Linked DNA regions of Pan troglodytes: region 2 is linked to region 1. A link is a contact called in public Hi-C data. All regions are on one chromosome and are shown on one strand. Each heading gives the region's core, a stretch centred on a gene start, on an enhancer-like site or on the middle of the called end of the contact. The rest is flanking DNA. Distances are from core to core; before and after follow the strand shown. Region 1 has its middle 320 kb from the start of MN1. Region 2 holds the start of MN1 (MN1 proto-oncogene, transcriptional regulator).

What was found. A called contact is a pair of places that touch in the nucleus more often than the background predicts.
Region 2: a contact with region 1 is called in a Hi-C map of stem cell-derived neural progenitor cells, with 2.1 times the contacts expected there. The contact joins the promoter of MN1 here to the enhancer-like site in region 1. A contact is called at or near these places in 1 of 7 Hi-C or Micro-C datasets (stem cell-derived neural progenitor cells), 1 of 1 datasets of contacts at active chromatin or transcription factors (stem cell-derived excitatory neurons) and 1 of 1 other capture datasets (stem cell-derived neural stem cells).

The regions. Positions count from the first base shown.
Region 1 is chr23:29,636,823-29,643,985 of NHGRI_mPanTro3-v2.0_pri, forward strand. No RefSeq gene overlaps it. Among named protein-coding and RNA genes, the nearest start is that of MN1, 320 kb to the right of the region's middle. Within about 2 kb of position 2,864, at least 9 of the 24 cell types and tissues checked have an H3K27ac peak or open chromatin away from gene starts, as enhancers often do. A contact at or near this core is called in stem cell-derived neural progenitor cells and stem cell-derived neural stem cells, where this site is marked.
Region 2 is chr23:29,963,050-29,970,578 of NHGRI_mPanTro3-v2.0_pri, forward strand. It overlaps MN1 (MN1 proto-oncogene, transcriptional regulator), which reads right to left and starts at 1,532. Exons shown (of 2, transcript XM_016938877.4): 1 at 1-1,532.

The DNA of each region.
Region 1 (7,163 bases), core at 1,614-4,113:
GTCCAGGCGCTGAATCTAAGCTGGGTAAAAATATAGATGAAGAGTGCTGGGAAGGAGCTTTTTTGAAAACACACCCACCCAGCCCCTGGGGTTGAATTCAATGCCAGGAGCCCCTTTCTCCTTGACCTGATCCTCTGTGCCCTTCATCTGCCTCCTTCATCTGCCTCTCTGTGCCCTCTCTTGCCTGTGGGCAGGGATGAGTTTTAAACTCACAAGCAGCCGGGCACGGTCTCTCATGCCTGTAATCCCAGCACTTCGGGAGGCCGAGGCGGGTGGATCACGAGGTCAGGAGATCAAGACCATCCTCGCTAACACAGTGAAGCCCCATCTCTACTAAAAATACAAAAAAAAAAAAAAAAAAAATCAGCCGGGCATGGTGGCACATGCCTGTAATCCCAGCTACTCGAGAGGCTGAGGCAGGAGAATCACTTGAACCCAGGAGGTGGAGGTTGCAGTGAGCCGAGATCACACCACTGCAGTCCAGTCTGGGCTACATAGTGAGACTCCATCTCATTCAGATCAACAGGGGATGGATGGAGTGTCCCAAGTCGGAATGTGGCTCCAGCAAAGAAGAAGACAACACTTGAGAGGTGGCTTCAAAATACACAACACAATGGCAGCATTCAAAGCAACAGTCACTGTTTTTTTGGTGTTGGGCCATTTTGGTTTGGTTCGGTTCGGTTCGGATCGGATCGGTTCGGTTCGGTTCGGTTCGGATGGGAAATTTTTTTTTTTTTTTTTTTTTTTGCAGCTGTATCAGGGGGTCCAGAAAGGAAGGCAATGGGGATTCCTCTACTTGGGGAACTCTGCCTAGAGGGTGGGTAGATTTTCCAGGGATAGGATGGTCCCAGCCCCTGACAGATGCCAAGCTGAAGACAAGGGCACTGCTCGGAGGCCAGGTGTGTCCCTGACTGGGGAGGTCCTCCTGACTTGAGTCCAGGGCCTCATATGACTATGTCTAAGCACCTGTGACACACCTGGAGCAACACCCAGGAAGGCAGAGGGGAGGGCGAGAACCTGGTATTGACTGCCAAGTGCATGGCACAATGGACCAGGAGGAGGAGGGTGGGGAGGAGGAGACGGAGGAAGAAGGAAGAAGAAAACAGCAGGGAGGCAAACTGAGGCCCAAGGCCGTAAGGTGACAGCCAGGAATTTCGGTTCCCTAATTCTCAGCCTTTTATCCTCATTGCTTCTTTAGACTTCGGGTGGAACGTACGGGAAAAGATAATTGATGCTGCTGAAATAAAGTCAATAAAATTCTCTCTCTCTCCCTCTCCCTCCCCCCATCATTTAATGAGCACTTACTACATGTCAGGCACACTGACCCCCTCCACCTCTTTCAAGCCTCACCATTATTGTGTGAAGCAGTGCTCACAAGCCCCCGTTTCCAGGTGAGGAGCTGAGGCTGAGTGTGTTTCAGGCGCTTAACCAGAGGCCCACACCAAGCAGGTGGCCGGGCCATCCTTGCGGAGTCCCCCCGACTCCCTCCTTGCAGGAACTACTGAACTCCCCTGGCAGCAGCGGTACTGGCAGTCTCTCTGCCCCCCAGGAGACAGGCACAGGGGCTGGGCCCACAGAGAAATGGGGCCTGACTCCCCAGCCCCCTGTCACCATCCTGACGTTTCTCTATCTCCTCCCTCTCTTCCTAACCTCCTTTTTCCTTTCTCGTTCTGCTTATACTCTTCTGGTCTTGGCTCTGCCAGGAGCCTCTTCTTAAGTTTTTATTTTTAAATAACAGCTTTTTAAAAGCTTTTTTAAAAAAAAAAAAGAAAGAAAAAGATAAACAGCTTTACTGAGATATAATTCACTATTTAATTTGCCCGTTTACGGCACACAATTCAATCATTTTTAGTCTATTCACAATATGAGTGAAACCGTCACCACAGTCAGGCTTAGAACACTTCCACCACCCCACAAAGAAACTCAGTTCCTCTCAGCTATCACCCCATCCTCCCACCACACCCCCAGCCCCTGAAAACCACAAATCTACCTTCTGTCTCTATGGATTGCACTGATCTGAATGTTTCATAGAAATGGAATCATATAGTACATGATGTTTTGTGTCTGGCTTCCTTCACTTAGAATAATGTCTTCAAGGTTCATCCATGTTGTGGCATGTGTCAGTGTGGCATTCCTTCTTGAGGCTGAATAATACCCCATTGTATGGGTGGACCATACTTTGACTATTGGTTTATATTGATGAACATTTGGGTTACGTCCACACTTTGGCTCTTATGAATAACGCTGCTGTGAACATTCCTGTAGAAGTCTCTGTGTGGCCATGTGTTCTCACTTCTCTTGAGTAGATACCTAGGAGTGGAATTGCCTGGTCACATGGTAACCGCATGTTTATTCCTTTGAGGATCTGCCCCACTGTTTTCCAAAGTGGCTGTACCTTTTTTATTCCCACTCTCCCCTACTTTTCAAAAGTACCGTATATTGAGCCAGGCACTCATGGGCATCATCTCTTTGAATCCTCACCACAATCTACCCACGGGATATCTAGGCATGACCATCACCTCATCTTCCAGATAAACTGAGGCTGAGAGACACAAGGCTGCTTGCCTGGGTCACTTGGCCGGTTGGTGTTCCAGGATCCCGATCAGCTGCCCTGCTTCCAACCACGCCACTGGGGCCATCCCTCCATCCCCAGTGGGGCTGCTGTTTGGGAGGCTGGGATGAACCACTGGGCCTGTGGCGACTCCTGCTCCAAGGAGACCCTCCCCCATGCCTGACAGGTGATCCTGGGAGGAATATTTACCCTAGGGCTCCGTCTGCCGAGTGGGAAAGCCCTCGGGGGCTGTAACTGGAGCGCCCGGTCCTGAGGCTCTGCTGAGGCTAGAGGAAAAGCACAAAGGGTTCTTTGTCCTGCCCATTGTTTGCACTTGCAGCCAGCCTTGCTGTGCCCCTCAGACCAGCACGGGGCACGCTGGGTCTGCAGAGCAGCTGGGCTGTCTCAGGTTCTCCGGGGGGCCCCCTGGGATAAACCAGAGGGTTCACTGGGGCGGAGGCAGAGGGGATATGGAAAATACTGGGAGCTTAGTAGGCACTCTGCGTATGGGAAATCATCCCCTAGACTTTTTAAAGGAGTCTTTTGTCCTTGGTTGTAAAGTCACCAGGCACATGCATAAAAAGGATGAAACAGCCCCAAGGGTGTGGTTGTACTCCTCTGCCCACCCTGAGCCCAGCAGCCATGTCCATGCCTCTTGTGTGTCTTTCCAGAAAGTTTTTATGCTTATATATGAAAATGAACACGTGTGTGAGTGTGCTTCTTTTTTACATATAAATGGCGACTTTCTTTTTTCCTTAAGATTTAAATAGATTTTACTGCGACAGGGGAGACCCCACCAAGCAGGGCCAATATATGTGGTCCCAGGAGGTCAAGAAATGGTGACTTTCTGTATCCACTCCCGTCTTTCACTGCACAAAGCCCTCGGAAGATTATTCTATAGAAGTACGATGACAGCATCCTCCTTCTAGGGACTACATCGTCTTCTGTCTCTGGATGTGCCATCTTTTACTCAGCTAGTCTACATCTCAGGTGTTCCCCATCTTCTGCACACAAGTATTTGCACATGCGTGTGAGTGTGTACTGCGAGCACGTTCTTACCAGTGGTATCACTGGGTCTTGGGAGGTGTGTTCTTGTTTTTGCATGTGACAAACACAAGCAAATTGTCTTCCTTGGGGGTGGCCTCCATTATCCGTCCCCAGCATGGCCTGGGAGTGCCTGTATGCCCATGATCTCACTAATAGGATAGCATCAGCTCTTTCATTTTTCTTTACTTTCTTTTTGAGACAGAGTCTTGCTCTGTCACCCAGACTGGATGCAGTGGCATGATCTCAGCTCACCTGCAGCCTCCGCCTCCCGGGTTCCAGCGATTCTTCAGCCTTACCCTTCCAAGTAGCTGGGACTAGAGGCAAGCACCATCACGCAGGGCTAATTTTTGTATTTTCAGTAGAGATTGGCCTTTGGAATGTTGACCAGCCTTGTCTGGAGCTCCTGACCTCAGGTGTTCTGTCTGCCTCAGCCTCCCAAAGTACTGGGATTACAGGCATGAGCCATCACACCTGGCCTTTTACTTTTCACTGAAGTGAAATATACATACAAAAAAGTGCGCCTGTCATCAGAGCCCAGCTCGCTGGATTTTCACAGCGTCCACGCCTCCATGAAACCAGCACTTGGATCAAGATGGGAAGGTCCCCAGTCCCTAAAGCCTGCTTGTCACTCCCCTCCCAACATAAACTTGATCTATTGTCAGTCTTTTTTGTTCACTAAAATCCCCCTTCCCTTTCCAAATTCCCCTGTCTGCATAGACCATGTCAGTGCTGCCCAAACCATATGCCAGGAAACTGAAAAACTAAAATGTTTTGATTTTTTTAAAGGAAAAATAAATCAGTAAGAACAAGGGTCCCCAAACTATTCCCCACGGGCCAAATCCATCTTGCAGTCCTTTTACGTGTGGTCCACATGCTAAAAATTATAGTCATTTTTTAAATGATTGGGGAAAAAAATCAAAAGAAGAATAAATCAGGACACATAAACATTTTATCAAATTCAAATCTCAGTGTCCATAAATAACATTTTCTTGGCACGCAGGCACGTTCTTCATTTGTGTATTATCTACGGCCCAGTTCTTGCTGCAGCAGCGGAATCGAGAAGCTGCGGGAAAGACCCCGCGGCCTGCAAAGCTGAAAATATTTACTTCCTGGCCATTCACAGAAAATGTTTGCCAACCCATGACCTAAAGCATCATGTCTCAGAGGGTTGGGAAGGAACCTGGAAGCTGTCCCATTCAGGGGCGGGAGCTTCAACGGGACCCTGCGTCTTCTGCCTCCAAGGCCTGTGGTAGGGGCTGTCACAGGCTGCAGAGGAGTCCAGGAGGGAGATGCTACAGGTAAGGCAGGAGGATGGAGAAGAGAGAACAGACTTGAACTAGACTTAGGGTCACTCCAGCAGCTGTGAGCAGCTGACGAGTGTTCCAGTGCAAGGAGAGGAGGGTGCAAGAGCCAGGGATTATACACTGATTAGCCTCCATCACCGCAGAAATTATCTTGCCTGTGCATGGTGCAAGGGTCGGGAACATACATTTAACCAAGGCAAGGAGCGAAGTGAGAGGGAGCAATATTGTGGATTGCAGGAGGTGATGGATGAGATGAGAGAAGAATCTGCATGGTCAGAATCTGTTTGGCATCGGAAGGGAAGTACCCAGGAAATTTGAGGCTCGCCTCGTCCAGTTGTCTGTGGAACTGAACTGTGAGTTGTCCGTGAGGGATGAATGGCAATGCCAATGTTTCCAGAGTTTCTGTCATGAGGTCTCCTGGCTTGGAGATGGAGAGGGCACACACAGGTTTCGGATTCAAGCCTGCAGGACAATCCTGGCTGCACCACTCAGGAACCCTGGGTGAGTCTCTTTACCCCTCACAGCCTCAGTTTTCCCTTCCTGGAAATGGGACCACAATCCAAACCTTGTAGAACTGCTTCAAAGATGAAAGGAGACGTCGCATGTGAGATGCCGGCCCATAGGAGCCAGGGCACAAAAGGCAGCTCTGCATTGGGTCCCCAAAAAGTCTCCGCAGGTTGGCAGCCAAGAGAGCTACCATTTCTTTGTTTGGAGAGATTCCACTCCCTGGAAAGGGTAATCCTGCAGGAAAGGAGGAGGGAGTCGTTCCAGAGTTTGGGAGATGTCGGCTTTGACTCTGAGTGATGCCGCCTCAAACACTTACTGTCATACAGGAAGTTACTCAAACACAATCAATTAGACACTCATATTAGCATATTTGTCATTGTAATACAGCCGCAGAGAGGAGATGCTGGAGACTGTTTATTGCTGTTCTGAGCTAATATTTATTAAAGTGATTAATATGTTTTTCAAATATCTGTGACAGGCGTGGCAGGAATTACTTATCTCCTCCCTCGAGAGCCTGAAAGGGTGAGGGGTGGGAGTCACTTAGAGAGGGGCGGCAGGTAGGGGCCTTGGGGCCTCAGGGGACCGTGTCCTCCTCTTGGGCCCCTTTCCTGCTCGGGCCTCCTGCCTTCCATCTTCCCCTGTCTCCTCCACCTTCAACTTCCCCTGTCTCCTCCACCTTCAACTTCCCCTGTCTCGTCTCCTCCACCTTCAACTTCCCCTGTCTCCTCCACCTTCAACTTCCCCTGTCTCGTCTCCTCCACCTTCAACTTCCCCCTCTACTGACCGTTCCCATCGGCATTCTGAGACATCTCCCACCATGACAAATAGAGACCTCCCAGGATGCCCTGTCCCCCTGCTCCTTCCTGGACCCCCTCATCCCCAGCCATTCTGCCATCTTCCTCCTTCCCTCCATAGCCAAACTCTTCAAAAGAACTCTTTTCCCTCCCTACCTCCTTTGCTCATCTTCCAGTCTCTGCTTTTTAAAAATCATTACAAAAAATTAAAAGTGGCCGGGCGCGGTGGCTCATACCTGTAATCCCAGTACTTTTGGAGGCCAAGGCGGGGGGGAATAACCTGAGGTCAGGAGTTCGAGACCAGCCTGGCCAACATGGTGAAACCCCGTCTCTACTAAAAATACAAAAATTAGCAGGGTGTGGTAGCTGGTGCCTGTAATCCCAGCTACGCAGGAGGCTGAGGCAGGAGAATTGCTTGAACCTGGGAGGCAGAGGTTGCAGTGAGCCAAGATCACGCCATTGCACTCCAGCCTGGGTGACAAGGGTGAAACTCCATCTCAAAAAAAAAAAATTTAAAAGCAGCATCCAGGATGCTCTAGAACAGCAACACCCAAAAAAACTTTCTGCAGTCATGGAAACATTCTATGTCTGCATTGTCCAATACAGAAACTGCCAACTGCATGTGGCTTTTGAGCTCTTGAAATGTGGCTAGTACAACTGAGGAATCAGAATTTTTTTTTTTTTTTTTTTTTTGAGACGGAGTCTCACTCTGTTGCCCAGGCTGGAGTGCAGTGGCGCGATCTCGGCTCACTGCAAGCTCCACCTCCCGGGTTCAAGCAATTCTCCTGCCTCAGCTTCCCGAGTAGCTGGGACTACAGGAGCCTGCCACCACGCCCGGCTAATTTTTTTTGTATTTTTAGTAGAGACGGGGTTTCACCGTGTTAGCCAGGATGCTCTCGATCTCCTGACCTCGTGATCCATCAGGCTCAGCCTCCTTTTTTTTTTTTTTTTTTTTTTTTT
Region 2 (7,529 bases), core at 282-2,781, 320 kb after region 1:
TGAATTGGAACGATGCTACAAACCTCCCCTTTTCTGAACACAGAAGCTCTCTTAGACCTCACTGAATCCAGAAAGCAACCCTAGGAAGTAAGCATCTCCATTATCCTCTGGAATGGAGGCTCTGATTGGTACAAGAACGACGTGTTCAAAGCCACATCGCGACTGCATGGCAGGGCCTGGTTTCATACTCGGATACGTAGGGTCCTAGAGCCATCCTGCCAATGTCTCCATCTACGTGGGTTTCTCTTCCCCAGACGGCATCCAGCTATGAGCTTCTATTTTCCATTCTCTAAGCGAAGTATGCTGAACCCAGGCCCTGCTCCCAAAATAACTCAAACCAGCCCCACAGGCTGGAACGGAGGCCCCAGCGACTCCAGGGCCCAGTTAGCCTCCCCTTGAAAAAGTCCCTATTCAGCAAAAAAAGGAGGAAAAAAAAAAAAAAAACAGCCATCACTCATAAAGCGTCACATACCACACAATTAGTCAGAAAATGCAAAAGTTCAGCAGGTTATTCAACAAACCTATTTAGCATGCTCACAAGCCCCTCCCTCCCCACCTCTTCATTTTCCCTCCCTGCGGCCATCAGCAATGTGGGCTCATTACCACCGAGAACCTCGCTGGAAAGCCAGCCTCATAAACAGAACAAAATAAGCATCTATGATGGGAAAACTTTGGATGGACCAGTCATTAGCCGACACCTTTCAAATCACACTGTCGATTGTCACCTGCATCTCCTGTCCCCCACCCTCTCAGACACCCATGGCTGCATGCCCTGTCTCCACTGAGGTAAGGAGCAAGTACTGGAAGGAACCACCCCCAATGCCAAGACCCAGGCTGAGCTTATCTTCCAGGAAGGAGCCCTGTGTGCAGCTGGAGTCTGCAGCCAAGCTCCTCCATGTGTCAGCAGCGACGGCAGCCGGCATGTGGCAGGTGCGTCCCTGTTTGCTCTACAGCGCCCCATTCCTCTTCACTTTCCTTACAGAGGGGTGTGCTGGGGTGGCTTAGAGCATCACACAGATCTGAGATCTGTGACCTTGAGTGGATCATTCCCTTCTCTGTGCCTCAGTTTCCTCATCTGTAAAATCAGTTTCCAGCAGTACCTACAGCAAAGGACATACGTGAGGACGGAATGAAATGGTGTAGGTTAAGCACAGCAGTCACACGCCATCCCTGGGAGGCGAGTAGAGGCACCTCCTCTCTAAGGCTCCCTGGAAGTGTGCTCCAGTGCAAGAAATGGGGGGTGCCTTGCTGACATCCTCCAGAGATCCAGGATAGGAGGAAAGCAGCCTCCCATCTCTGAGCACTCACCATAAGATGGACTCCTTTCCATAGATTATTTCTAATTCTCGCACCAATTGTACTGCAGGAATAGATGTGTGCCCATTTAATGGACGGGAACCTAGAGGCAGGACACCACTTTGAGAAGGAGCTTGGGGAGAGTTCCTCCAAAAGAAGATCCCACACTTATTGCCCAAAGGGCTCAGGAAGGAAACAAACGGAACCCCCAGGGAACCCTCAGACACCCCACCTCCCACCCCCACTATCAGTCACACTGTCTAAGGGATTGTAAAGTGGACGACAACGGGGCTGATGGGCTTTGAATGGCCCTTCCCACCCAACTAGGAAACAGAGCCCAGAGGCAGTGAGTAATGTGCTTATTTGATCAGATTCTTGGAAACGTTCACAAATCATCACCGTTCGCCCTGTGACAGTGTTACCAGCTCTTCATTTAATTGTTGTTGTGTGCATAGCAGGAAGGCAGTGCGGTTTGGAGGCGAACAGGGTCAGCCTCAGGCTCGACTGCACATATTCCCTTTACCTCCTTGAGCCTCAGTTTCCCCATTTGTCAAATGAGGAGGATAATCTTCTCTGGAGTTGTTAGGGGGTGAACAAGCACAGAGCACTTAGCACGTAGTTAACACTCAATAAACGGCAGCTACTACATGGAGCCAGGCCCCTGCAGGGCGGGTGGCTCCCTGCGGGTCAGCCCTGAATTGATGAGGTGCCTGCTCTCTTTGGTCTCCCCTCAGACCCTGGCTGCATGGTCCTGAGACTCCTGGCTCCGGTCCGGTCCGGAGGCCTTGTCACGCCAAGGCCCTGACAGCAAGGAAAAGGAGCGCTGAGTAGAGAGAGGACTCACCCTGGGTTCTCTGGGCCAGGCCCCAGCTGTGCAGGCCCCACCCTCTCTTGGCCACCTCCACCCCAGCTGAGGCTTAGCTGCCAGCCTCCGACATTTGCCACCCGGCCACCTGGTGAGCTCCAGGCAGGCTGCAGGCGCCAGCTGCCCCCACCTCTGGCTCCGATGAGCTCATCTGGGTTTCCAAACTTCCAAAGCGGCCAGGAATGTTTGCTCAAATGTTCCGAGCCCAGAGAGCGTTAAGAGCAAACCAGTGTCCTCCACCCCCCTTCCCTGCGCAGAAAGCAATCTGCTATAACTCAGACAGGCCGGCCTCACCAAGCCCAGGAGATGGATGCAGCATTTTGGAATCTATATCACCCAAAAGGAAAATGCCTCTTAAATCACAGGGAGCTGGGAGAGAGTGGGAGCAAGAGGCACCGGGACCCAGTGATGCTCCAGAGGTCAGGCCTGGAGGAGGGGAGTATCACCAGGCATGGAGTCACCCTGGTCATCAGCGTGTCCGCTGCACCTTCTTGGCTCAGGTGGAGAGAGGGAGGCCTGGGGACGCTCCCCTAACTTGAATGCTTGCTGGGTGTGCACACACATGTACATGCACTCATGCACACCTGTGTCCACATGCACACACACACGCACAAAGTGCCCACACTGATTCAGCCCACTCCCAGGTCTGTTGAAATCTCTGCCCATTTTATCCCTCCCTTCCTGGCCCTGGCCACCGCTCTCCCGACCTGGGCAGCAGCTGGGCTCTAAACCTGATAAAGTCAGGTCACAGACAGCCCTTCACTCATATCCTTAGAACATTCAGTGGATCTATCTTTTGAGAATAAAGATCAAATTCCTCACTGCAGTGTGCAAGGCCCTGCATGCCCAGCCCGGGTGACCTTGCCATGCCTGCCCCAGTCCCTCCACCAGAGCTGCACTGGCCCCTACTGTGCCCTTCTCACCTTCTCCCATCACAGGCCCTGGCAGGGGTTGTGCCCATGGCTGGAGGGCTTTTTGCTCAGTGAAGGCACAGCCGCACCTCAGCACAGCCGCCACATCCTCAGGGAAATGCCCCCCGCCGCCCCCGGCAACTCCTACCAGATAATCCCGGCACTGGAATGCTCTCTTACCCCCAAGGTCTGGGTAGCGCAACATCCAGCAGTGTTATCTTCTGGGATCCTTAATGAATCTCAGTCCACCCCACTCCATCAGGAGCACCCAACCAGCAGGGGTTCTTCCTGGTTTTGGCCACTTCTGTTTGCATTTCATTCATTTTCCGAATGAAGGAGTGAAGGGCCCTTGCAGTCCAGTCTTATGAACTCCTATTCATCCTGCAAGGCCCTACTTAGTACTTTTCAAACTGCAGATTGTGACCAATTTATAGATTAAAAAGCCATTTAGGGAGTGTGGTATACACATACAATGGAATACTCATCAGCCACAAAAAGAAATGAAATTCTAGACAGGCACAGGCTTGTAATCCCAGCACTTTGGGAGGCTGAGGCAGGAGGATCGCTTAAGCCCAGATATTTGAGACCAGCCTGAGCAACATAGGGAGACCCTGTCTCTACAAAAGAATTAAAAATATAGCCAGACATGGTAGCACATGCCTGTGGTCCCAGCTACTCAGGAGGCTGAGGTGGGAGGATGTCTCAAGCCCAGGGAGTAGAGGCTGCAGTAGCTATGATCATATCACTGAACTCCAGCCTGGGTAACAGAGCAATACCCTGTCTCAAAAACAAGAAAAAAGAAAAAAAGAAAGAAATGAAATTCTGACTCATGCTACAACATGGATGAACATTGAAGACATTATGCCAAATGAAATAATCCAGGCCGGGCACGGTGGCTCATGCCTGTAATCCTAGCACTTTGGGAGGCTGAGGTGGGTGGATCGCCTAAGGTTGGGAGTTCGAGACCAGCGTGACCAACATGGAGAAACCCCATCTCTACTAAAAATACAAAATTAGCTGGGCGTGGTGGTGCGTACCTGTAATCCCAGCTACTCAGGAGGCTGAGGCAGGAGAATCACTTGAACACAGGAGGCAGAGGTTGTGGTGAGCCGAGATCGCACCATTGCACTCCAGCCTGGGCAACAAGAGTGAAACTCCGTCTAAAAAAAGAAAGAAAGAAAGAATCCAGACACAAAAAGACAGTGGGTGATTCCACTAACGTGAAGTAACTAGGAGAAGACTCATAGAAACAGAAAGTAGAATTAAAGTTTACCAGGGGACGGGGTATCACGGAATAGGGAGTTAGTGTTTCATGGGTGCAGTTTCTGTTTGGGATGATGAAAAAGTTCTGCGGATGAATAGCAGTAATGGCTACACAACAATGTGGTGGTACTTAATGCTACTGTACTGAGCACTTAAAGATGGGTAAAGTGATACATTTTATGTTATGTATATTTTACCACAATAAAACAAAACTTAAGCTATACAAGTAAGTACACCTTATATTACAACAATTATCTAGTGAAACTTTTGTTTCATTATGTGTGAATTACTGCATTTGTGAAAAATATATTTCCAACTTCTTTGAATCAAGACCCACTAATTTTTTTTTTTTTTTAAGATGGAGTCTCGCTCTGTTGTCCAGGCTGGAGGGCACTGGTGCAATCCTGGCTCACTGCACCCTCTGCTGCCTGGGCTCAACTGATTCTCCTGCCTTAGCCTCCCAAGTAGCTGGGATTACAGGCACCTGCCACCACACCCAGCTAATTTTTGTATTTTTAGTAGAGACGGGGTTTTGCCATGTTGGCCACACTGGTCTCAAATTCCTGACCTCAGGTGATCTGCCCGCCTTGGCCTCCCAAAGTGCTGGGATTATAAGCGTGAGCCACCACACACAGCCCAAGACCCACTAATTCTTTTTTTTTTTTTTTTTTTTGAGATGGAGCCTCACCCTGTTGCCCAGGCTGGAGTGCAATGGCACTATCTCGGCTCACTGCAACCTCCACCTCCTGGGTTCACACAATTCTCCTGCCTCAGCCTCCCGAGTAGCTGGGATTACAGGTGTGCATCACCATGCCCGGCTAAGTTTTTGTATCTTTAGTAGAGACAGGGTTTCACCATGTTGGCCACGCTGGTCTCGAACTCCTGACTTCGTGATCCACCCACTTCAGCCTCCCAAAGTGCTGGGATTACAGGCGTGAGCCACCGCGCCCAGCCTAAGGCCCACTAATTCTTAAAAACACTGTGCTCAGGAGTCACGGAGCCTCAGAAGCCTGATGACCTCGGGCAGGGTGACATCCTCTCCTCTCTGCACCCAGGCCCCTTCGTGCTGCTGACTTATAATGCGCCGCAAGCTTCTCCTTGTAGTCTAACCTCACGCTTACCTGTTTATTGCCAAAACTGGACTACAAGCTCACCAGGGGCAGGGGCTGTGTCTCATTTTCCTTTGTGCTCCCAAGGTGCCAGGCTCAGTGCCTGACATATAGTAAGTACTCAGTATTTTCCAGAAATGATCAAGAGGCAGATGAAGTCCAGCGGTCCCAGATTTGGATTCACCCTGATTTCAAGCCCCAGCTATGTGAGCTTGGGCAGGTCACTTCTCCTCTCAGGGCCTCCATTTCCTTTAATAATAACAGTAGGCCAGGTGCAGTGGCTCACGCCTGTAATCCCAGCACTTTGGGAGGCCGAGGCGGGTGGATCACAAGGTCAGGAGATCGAGACCAGCCAGGCTAACACGGTGAAACCCTGTCTCTACTAAAAATATAAAAAATTAGCTGGGCATGGTGATGGGCACCTGTAGTCCCAGCTACTCGGGAGGCTGAGACAGGAGAATGGCATGAACCCAGGAGGCAGAGGTTGCAGTGAGCCGAGATCACACCACTGCACTCCAGCCTGGGTGACAGAGTGAGACTCTGTCTCAAAATAATAATAATAACAGTAATATTTGGCACAGTGCCATGGTGCACGCCTGTAATCCCAGTACTTTGGGAGGCTAAGGCGGGCAGATCACTTGAGGTCAGGAGTTCAAGACCAGCCTGGCCAACATGGTGAAACCTTATCTCTGCTAAAAATACAAAAATTAGCCAGGCGTGGTGGCAGGTGCCTGTAATCCCAGCTACTCAGGAAGCTGAGGCACAAGAATCGCTTGAACCCAGGAGGCAGAGGTTATAGTGAGCTGAGATTGTACCACTGCACTCCAGCCTGGGCAACAGAGCAAGACTCTATCTCAGAAAAAAACAAAATAAAATAAACAAACACACACACACACACACACAATAATATTAACCATAGTCATTTATTAAGCACTGTCTATATGCCAGGCTAAGTGCTTTATAGATATTGACTAATCCATGCAATAAATGTCTTGAGCACCTACTATGTGCTGGGCAGTAAATTTTCATAAAATTGTTGCCTCAATTATAAAAACTATTTACTGAGCACTTACTATGTGCCAGGCACAGTGAAACCCATGGAAATTCAAAGGTGAGCAGGACAGTGGGTCCTGTATCTTGATCTTTACGGATCTTTCTCTTCTTGAATCCTCACAGCACCCATTTTATAGACAGGAAGACTGAGGCCCGAAAGTTCTGTCTGACTCTGAGCCTGGCCTCTTTGCTGCCTCCCGTTGTCCTGTGAGGCTGTGTGGTCACAGCACCCAGGACTTGAGAGGAGTGAAGTTCTTCCTCACCCCGCAAAGGCTTCATGAGCCCTACTGTGTGCCAGGCCAGCCCTGCTCAGTCTGGGGCGATAAACACGGGGCAGATGCTGAAAGCCTGTGTGAGGGAAGTTCTAGGCCTGCAGGAGCTGAGAGGAGACCCTGGAGAGGAAGGGAGTCAGGGCCAGCTTCCTCGAGGAGGTGACACCCCAGTAGAGTGTTGCAGGAGAAGCAGGGAAGGCATTCTAGGCAGTGGAAGAGCATGCCAACAGGGAAGAGCCCCAGATGGCTCCTGGTTTCCTGTTTGGCAGGCTGGGATGGGAGAACTGGTCCTCACTCTAGTTTGCATGGAAGAAAAAGGTCATACATGACCTAGATACACTCACTGGCCAAGAGGCAGGAAGATGCAGAGAAGAGGCAGGTGTGGGGGATGGGTGCAGGTTGGAGAAGGGCAGCAAACCCAGTGGAGTTGGAGGGGAGGCAGGAGCACACAGCCCTGCATGGCCCCAGGCAACCCAGCACCTGCATTCACAACACCCCCTGAAGGAAAGAACCAGAAGGATCCCTTCCAGCCCTTCCTCCCCTTGGGAGGGGAAGGTCTCACACAGCCCTAACTACACATCCAGACCACCCCTGGGCTAAGCATGAAGTGACTTCCCAGGAACCATGCAAACTGGGTTCTAGTAAGCCCTTGCCATTGGGGAAATTGAGGCTCCCAGAGAGGAAGAGCTAAGGTTAGGACTGCTGCAAATGACAATTTATTTCAACAGACTTTAACTGAGCACCTACTATGTGCCAGGCA